2 separate regions of the Hordeum vulgare genome follow, and region 1 is linked to region 2. Evidence: chromatin contacts called from public HiChIP or PLAC-seq data. All regions are on one chromosome and are shown on one strand. The core of a region is the stretch at or near the end of the contact, and the rest is flanking DNA. Distances in the headings are between cores, read along the strand shown.

Region 1 (4,295 bases), core at 1,425-3,924, 170 kb after region 2:
TTGATGCTCGTGAGCCGCTCGAGATCGACTCGTCTTTTGGCTCGACTCGAGGTTGACTCGAAAAGAAATGAGTTAAGTATGGACATTTTTTGTAGCTCGATCGAGAAACGAGCCGATCTTAAGTCAATACTCGCTCGCTTGATTTTATCTCAATAGCTCGGCTTAACATCATTACTATGTTAAATAATCCTGCCATATATTGAATGGAAATGGAATAATTTATTACCATATATATTGCTCATGATTTTTTTTCATTTTATTTACTCCCTCCATCACAATTTATAAGGCGTGCACGTGTATCTAGGTCATCAATTTGATTTATATAAAATATATTGTTTAACACAAAAATTATATCATTAAAAAATAGAACATCTAAAGTTTCTAATGATATATTTTTTGTAATATATGTCTTTTATTAAGTTGATCAAATTGACGACCTAGATACACGTGCAAGCCTTATAAACTGAAACGGAGGGAATATTTGCAAACATGGAAGTTTAATTAAGTGTGGAGGAGGTTTAGGCCTTATTATGGTACATGTTGCTTTTGACCAGAATTCTCAAGCACATGCTCTTTCATTTTTCTGTCTTTCTTCCACGAAAACCATCACCTGTTGCAACCTTGCAAGATGAGCTCTCACGAGAACGACGAGATGGTTGTACAATCGATCGAAGTAAGCCCCTTTTCCATTTTCACATCGAATGACATCTGAATACATTTACTTCTCTTTTTCAAGATCCGAGTTATAGTCACACTATTCGCGTGTAAAATACTCTTGCATAGGCTGCACGTGATTCAGAGTACTGTTAGCCGCAGTAAAAAATCTTGTACTAGATATAGTCACCGCTCTACAGATTCAGAACACAACCTCATCCATCAGTCTAACACACGTCCGCCTCCAGCCCTTCGCCTCGTTCCCCACCATGAGCATGCCTCGCCATCGACCCACGCGTGAACTCGCGACCTCTACGAACTCCAAGACCATCTACGACCTACACTATACTACAAATTCTTATGATCTTCGACAAATAATTTGTTTTTCCAATTATACATCTGTCATGAATTGTCTCTTATGTTGGTGCTAGACTTTTGGTTATTAGAGAATAAGTCGAACTACTTTGAATAAGCTACATTATCATAGTCTTGATTGGAATAATATTTGTAGTGCTTTCTTATGTCTTGATTTGCCTTATCTAGTTGGATCATCCTGGAAGATTTATATTTTTTACTGTCTCATTTAACTTGAAACTAATTCGAGATTGACTCGAGATCGTTACAAGCTGAACACGAGTGAAGTTTTATGGCTCGACAATTAGCTTCACTTAGTTTGAGCTCGCTTGAATTTCAATATGAGTTGAGCTAAGCCAAGTACAACTCGCTCGAACTTGACTTATTTGCAGCCCTAGCTGCGAGGCAACCGAAATAGCGCTCGCTGATGGTAACTAGTTAGCGAGCACTTCTTCGGGAGCCTTCGAGCGATCACTCTCATGCGTCGCCATTTAGCGCGTTCTCAGCCGCCACCACGTGTCGCGCTCTCAACGTTCCCGTCGTAATTTTTTTCGCACGTGTTTTTGGCTCTTTAGAGTGATTTTTTTCTGGATTTTTTTGGTGTTTCGATTTTTTTATCATCTCGCAAAAAAAAGAAACTTTTGGACAATATTTTTTTCGCAAAAAACGCGTTTTCTATTTTTTTTACGAAAAAACACAGTTTCTGTTTTTTTGCGAGAGACACGGTTTTGCTTTGCGAGAGGCACGATTTTGCCTTCGCGAGAGACACGGCCGTGCCTCTCGAAAAGAGAAAAAACGTGTTTTTTGTTTTTTTTTGCGAGAGGCACGGTTTTGCTTGTGCGAAAGGCACGGATTTACATTCACGATAGGCACGCCCGTGCCTCTCGGAAAGGGGAAGAAAACGCGTTTTTCTGTTTTTTTTGCGAGAGACATGGTTTTGCTTCCGTGAAAGGTACGGTTTTGCCTTCGCGAGAGGCACGTCCGTGCCTCTTCCGAAAGGGAAAAAATGTGTTTTCTAATTTTTTTTGCAAGAGACACGGTTTTGCTTCCACGAAAGTTACAATTTTTCCTTCGCGAGAGGCACGTCATGGCTCTCCTGAAAGGAAAAAAACGTGTTTGCAGCTCTCTCTTTTTTTGCGAGAGACGCGGTTTTGCTTCCGCGGGAGGCATGGTTTTGCCTTCGTGAGAGCCACGACTCGTTTTCTGATTTTTTTTCTATCGCGTGAGGCACGATTTTTTCGTCCGGTTTTTTCTTCTGGTTTTTTCGTGAAAAAAAAGTTCGCCAAAACCTATTAAAATGGGATCTAGTTTTGAAGATCTCGACGCGAGAAAATCAACGGTGGAAATCAACGTGGAAACAGTTCAAAATTTGGACGCATGATTTAGGAGATAAAATATTTTAAAAATACGGATCTACGAAAAAAGGAAAATTTTCAGGTTGCGATAAATGATACGCATGCAGTCCGCTATTTATCGTAACCTGTGAAAATGGAAGTAATCGTTAAAAGGTGCAATCGCTAACTAGTGATTTCGGCGCTCGATAGCCGGTGGCTCCCGTTCACAACTTAAGTAAGAGCGAGAAGATTTGGGCTTTTGAGCAGCCGGCCCAACAAGGAAACGTGCGAGAGGTTCCGGTCTAGAGAGGACGCAGTGCTCTGTTCCTGCACGGGACAGCGCGGTCGCCGCCAGCGTCGCCTTTTCTTCTTCCCTGTGGCACTGTCCGCTCCGGAACCTTGTCCCCAGAATTGAGGGGTAGCAAGGAGAGGGTCAGAGGCGGAGCAGCCGCAGCGGCAGAGACGCGGCGACACGAGGCAAGAAGAGATGGACTACCGCAACAAGCTCGTGCTCGCGCCCATGGTCCGCGCGGTAACTACTCCAAACCCTCCCACCCCGATTCGCAGCAGCGTCCCGCATGAGCTGGAGGCGTAGGAACCGAGTTTTAGTCCCCGGAGCACGGGGACCTAGATTCAAGCCTCCCTGAATCTAGAGCGGGAAGCTTTAGTGCCGCACGGGGTGATTGAGTAGCTCGATGGGCGATTGCCCGTGTTGCTAGCCGTGCTAGTCAGAACGAACCCCGAGAGATCTCTAGTTGGAAATCAGGGTTTCTTGGATGCAGCTCTAGGGACTGGAATAAGTAGCACGATATCTCCATTGATGAACTGATTAGTTCTTTGTATGGTTCTCAGTTGCCCGATGCTGGATTCCTGATTAAGAGGGTGCTTGGATACGTTTTAGTCCCATGACTAAAAGTAGTGAGACTAAAACTTGCTAGCCTCACCCATGCTTGGATCCAAGTACTAAAGAGACTAAAATCAAGTTAATGAGCATTTATTATCCTCCAAACTGTCCAATCCAGAACTTGCATGAGGAGTTAAATGAGGAGAGAGAGGACTAATGCACATTTTAGTAGGGGTACCCCTGACTAAAAGATTTTAGCCTCAAGACTAGTTTTAGCCTCTCTTTAGTCAGGGGCGCTTGGAACTTTAGCCTCTTAAAGAGACTAGTTTTAGTCAGACTAGTTTTAGTCTCTTGGATCCAAGCACCCTCTAAACACTAGTTATCCTCCACAAATCACAGTTATTTCTAGACAATATCCTCCTTGTCACACATTTCTTCAACGTCTTTACATAGTTATATGTGGAACCTTCCTTATTCTGTCAATGATTTTTGCAGGGTACTCTGCCGTTTAGGCTACTGGCTGCTGAATATGGCGCCGATATTACGTATGGAGAAGAAATAATAGATCATAAGTTTGTGCACTGTCAACGTGTTACAAATGGTATTGTAGTCCAACTGATGTTTCACGGTTTATTATCATCTCACAAGTCACAACTATGACTACCACATCAATGATTATGTTCTGCTCATAAACTACCGTTTTCGCATCTTATAGTATTGTAGATAGCTTTACTCCAATAATGTTGCATTTTAAGTCAGTAACTGATTCTTGGATGTGTTTTTGTTTTGTTTGGAGATAGATAACAAATTTAATTGAAGGACAACTTAATGTACAAGTGTATGATTTAAGGACAACTTAATGCCACTGGATTTTGTTTCTTTGTTCTACATGCTGTCCAGATTTGTGTGGTATCCACTCATTCTAATCATTATGTTCATCATTGGTCAGAATCTCTTGGGACAACTGATTTTTTGGAAAGAGGGACTGATAGTGTTGTTTTCCGAACATGCCCGCAAGAAAGGGATAGGGTTGTCTTCCAAATGGGCACATCAGATGCTGTGAGAGCACTTAAAGCTGCTGAGATTGTGTAAGCCTTACTTCTGAGTTT
Region 2 (4,175 bases), core at 984-3,483:
GATGGTGTAGTTGTGAGGTTGCATGAATTCAACTTGCAAACTCATCAGTTAACATGGGCGTCGAGATTCCACCCTTTTCTTGACCCATCACAGTGGCCCGAGTATCACGGCCCTAATATTAGGCCGGATCCAGAGATGATGGTTCAACTGAAGGGTAGAAGGAGAACAAAACGATACAGGAATGATATGGATGACCTGATGAGCACCAGAGAGTTTGGTAGTGGACATTTCATGGAGCCACGTGATAGGAACCAATGTGGTGATTGCAATGAAACGACACATAATAAGAGGACTTGCAAAAGAAACAACGCATCTACTAGTGATGTGGGGGGGCACAGGTGGTTCAAGTGCTGGCGGTGGTAGACGTGGTGGTTCAAGTGGTGGCATTGCTATGGGACGAGGATCCGGCGGTGGTAGACGTGGTGGTTCAAGTGGTGGCCTTCCTGTGGGCCGAGGATCCGGTGATGGTAGACGTGGTGGTTCAAGTGGTGGCATTGCTATGGGACGAGGATCCGAGAGTGGTAGACGTGGTGGTTCAAGTGGTGGCCTTTCTATGGGACGAGGATCCGGCGGTGGTAGACGTGGTGGCCTTGCTATGGGACGAGGATCCGGCGGTGATGGTAGATGTGGTGATTTTATGGGTAGAGGTTCGGGTGGTGGTAGAGGAATGTTCGGTTACCTACGAGGACCATTTCCGTAAGTTTATCTATCATGTTGTTTTTCATGCCTTGATGTTTTGATTTTTTTACCTACGAGGACCATTTTCGTAACTTTTTATGCTATTGTATTAACTGTGAGCCTTGATGTTTTTATGTAGGTATGACGGCGTCTCAACCCAACAAGGAGAAAATGGAGTGGGGGCGGAGAAGGATGCAACCAGTGAGGAGCAGCGGTTGATGGAGAGGGATGTATCCAAGAGAACAACACACCGAATGGCCTAGGATCCTTCCTAGTTTCATCAGTCCATGGCTCGAGTTCAACACCAACCAATGTTGCAACCCGTTGTCGCCACTGAGCTGACCTAACCTTTCCTGTAAGAGCCCTGCCCTCGATAGGAAGCCCGGTGATCATAGCAATATCCTCCAAGGTTATGCTCATCTCACCAAGAGGAAGGTGAAAAGAGTGCGTCTCCGGCCTCCAACGATCCGTAAGTGCGGTTAGGGCCGTGGCATTCAACCATGGTGGTGTGCCTTTAAAGTTGAGCACAAATTATAGAAGAACCATTCTTCTAAAATAAGGCTCGTAACGAGGGTCATATAAAAGAGTTTCATTCGGATTGTGCCCCCTCAAACGAAGTAGTGGAGGAACCTAAACAAACAAACGCATAATTTATTAATTGACTCAACTTGTCAAAATATAAAAATCATGGAGTATATAAAAATAATCATCAACACAATCATAATTACCTCTCCTCTTTCAACTAGCACCGCGCGATGCTTCTGCTCGTAGTACTCATCAAGACCCGGATATTTATCCGGCCGAAACATCCTACATAATATGAACAAAATTCTTATCGGCCTCTTCGAATAATATGAACTAAACCTAGGCATAAACCTAATGCGAATAATATGAACAAAACCTAGGTTATACCTATAGCCACCAAAAACTACACCTAGACACACCATAAACTACACCTATTAACAATCACAAAATAAATTTACTTCAAAGCATACGTACACCTAGTGCAAGAAAAAGCTACACACATACACAGTCATTGCAAAAACTAATTGGAGGGACTGGAGGAGCTTACCGGCCTCTTCGATTTGCCCCAAAGAATCAACAAAACGGTTGGGGGAGGAGGGAGATCGAAGGGGGGGGTCTGGAGGAGGAGGGATAGCTTTTTCATGGAGAGGAGAAGGAAAGAACAGGGGGTGGACGAAGGGGCGAGCGCTGGGCAGTTACATAGCCCCCCTGCAACGCGAGCCTCTTTGGCGTTTCTGTTAAGGCCTGCAACGTCTAGTAGACTCGCGTTGCACATGAGGATTGCAACATTCAGTAGACTGGCGTTTCGCATAAGGCCTGCAACGCCACGATTTCTGACGTTTTCAAAAGGGTCAGATCGTGAAAAACTTTAAAATCGAGTTCATTGTGTGAATTTTTTTTGTCTTGTAGGTCAAAACAGTGAAAAAACGCGTCCTTAGGCAAGTTGGCCTGCCTGTGCCCTACCACACACCGCCTCCATGTGAGGGCGACGTGGGGGAGACGCGAGGAAGACGCGGCCGAGCTTTCCATTTTTCAACTCCTAGTCCTATATACATACAGCGGTACCCGGGGGCTCGGATCGGATCTAAGCAATTCGTCACGCCGTCCAGTCGTGCTGCCTACTCAACGTAGTTCCTCACCTGCGGAGTTGCGTGGGCGAAGGCGAGATCAGACCAGGAGAGAAGATGGCGCAGGGGACGCTGGAGGTGCTGCTCGTCGGAGCCAAGGGCCTCGAGAACACCGACTACCTCTGTAAGCCACCCCCCATCGAGCTCTCATCTGATTGAGTTCAGCTCTGCTTTCCCCGTTCCCCGCTCGACCAAGTAGCTCGGCGACGGCCTCCTGATCAGCCAAATCGGCGCAATATCCTCGCGTCGTTTTGGGGCTTTCCGCCTTCGCTGGTGTCCAATTGACGGCATCGATTCTCGCTGACGAATTCCGTGGCTGCGAATTCTTTGCTGCAGGCAACATGGACCCGTACGCGGTTCTGAGATGCACCTCGCAGGAGCAGAAGAGCACCGTCGCCTCAGGCAAGTCTCTTCGTTTAGCCTGCACATATTTTGTTGATAGAAAATCTTAGCTCTTCAATTCATCGGCCAACGCTTTCGTTGATTAGTATACTGTTCAAAGTGACACCTCAATGATAGTGAAATCTGGCCCTTCTGCTCGTTTGCCAAGTAGTAAAAAAAGATGAGCACTGGTGTCTGGTGCTGAGTGAGTCCTAGCTTACGCGTGCTGGTAGAAGCTATCATGCTTAAGTCTGTCATGTGTTTTGCCACGACAGTAATGTCTGGACGCTTGAACAGCAGGAAAGTCTACATGATCATAATAAGAAACAAATCGATTCAGAATGGCAGCAACGTGCGCTAAGACATGTTAGAGAGTAACGTCATGCATCTCGATAGCATCAACCCCTAGGTGGATCCTTCCATAAGGAAAAATGGGATTCGTCAAGACATGTTAGAGAGTAACGTCATGCATCTCGATGCTACCGTGCGTGTGTGCTATCGACTTCCTTATGAGATGTGACTTGAATTCACTCGGTGAATGCAGGAAAGGGAAGTGACCCTGAATGGAACGAAACCTTTGTGTTCACCGTCTCTGAGAACGCACGCGAGCTCGTCATCAAGCTCCTCGACAGTGATGGTGGCACGGAAGATGACAGCGTTGGTGAAGCAACGTAAGTCAAAAATGAGCTAATGATTTTGGTGGGGCTGGCGGTCTTGCATAAAATTGGCTCAAAATGTTTGGCCGAATCTGTTGCTGAAACACTTGCAATTTGCATTTCGGTTGCTGTCGCATTATCGCGGGATGCAAAATTGAATGATAGCAGATTGCGTTATCTACTACTCCATAACTGAGTACTTGTTTCTTGCAGGATCCCATTGGATGGAGTGTATACTGAAGGAAGCATCCCACCAACTGTTTACAATGTTGTCAAGGACGAAGAGTACCGTGGAGAAATCAAAATCGGTCTGACGTTCACTCCGGAGGTAGTTTTCTCACATTCATGTTCAAAGAGTGTAAACCCGTTCCATTTGCCTCTGATGCTCATTTGTCAGCTTGGTGACACACGTGTCATTTATTTCTTCTGCTACTCACTGAACATATGCATTAGTAACTCTTTATGCAAACTATTAGGCCCTTATTCGCTGTTACCTGATCTGGTAAACTGAACAGCACTACAGATCTGGCTATAATTCTTCTACTGTACCATTTTTTATCTTCTCAACTTCTAGTTTCAATAGCACTAATTGTGTAGAGTATCTTGGTCCTTCAATATTTTCCATTTTCATGAAGATGGACGAGCTGGCCCTTCTTCTGACCTCAATACTTACATTTCCACATGTTTTTCTCTGATCACAGGAGGCTCGGGATGAGGATCAACCCGAGGAAAACTATGGTGGGTGGAACCAGTCATCTTGAGAAGAAGCGGATGTTTTGCTGAGCTATGGTGCGTGACAAGTCGTGTG

Evidence for each region. HiChIP or PLAC-seq counts read pairs in DNA pulled down with a chosen protein or histone mark.
Region 1: an H3K4me3 HiChIP or PLAC-seq map of embryo shows a contact between it and region 2, with 5 times the contacts expected there. The contact joins the promoter of LOC123427334 here to the promoter of LOC123427331 in region 2. A contact is called at or near these places in 1 of 6 Hi-C or Micro-C datasets (seedling) and 1 of 1 datasets of contacts at active chromatin or transcription factors (embryo).

The regions. Positions count from the first base shown.
Region 1 is chr2H:567,593,212-567,597,506 of MorexV3_pseudomolecules_assembly, forward strand. LOC123427334 (tRNA-dihydrouridine(20) synthase [NAD(P)+]-like) reads left to right here and starts at 2,675. Exons shown (of 11, transcript XR_006622388.1): 1 at 2,675-2,874; 2 at 3,682-3,787; 3 at 4,136-4,274.
Region 2 is chr2H:567,422,705-567,426,879 of MorexV3_pseudomolecules_assembly, forward strand. It overlaps LOC123427331 (elicitor-responsive protein 3), which reads left to right and starts at 2,234. Exons shown (of 5, transcript XM_045111347.1): 1 at 2,234-2,454; 2 at 2,667-2,732; 3 at 3,256-3,382; 4 at 3,581-3,695; 5 at 4,069-4,175. The coding sequence starts at 2,388. The coding sequence ends at 4,128.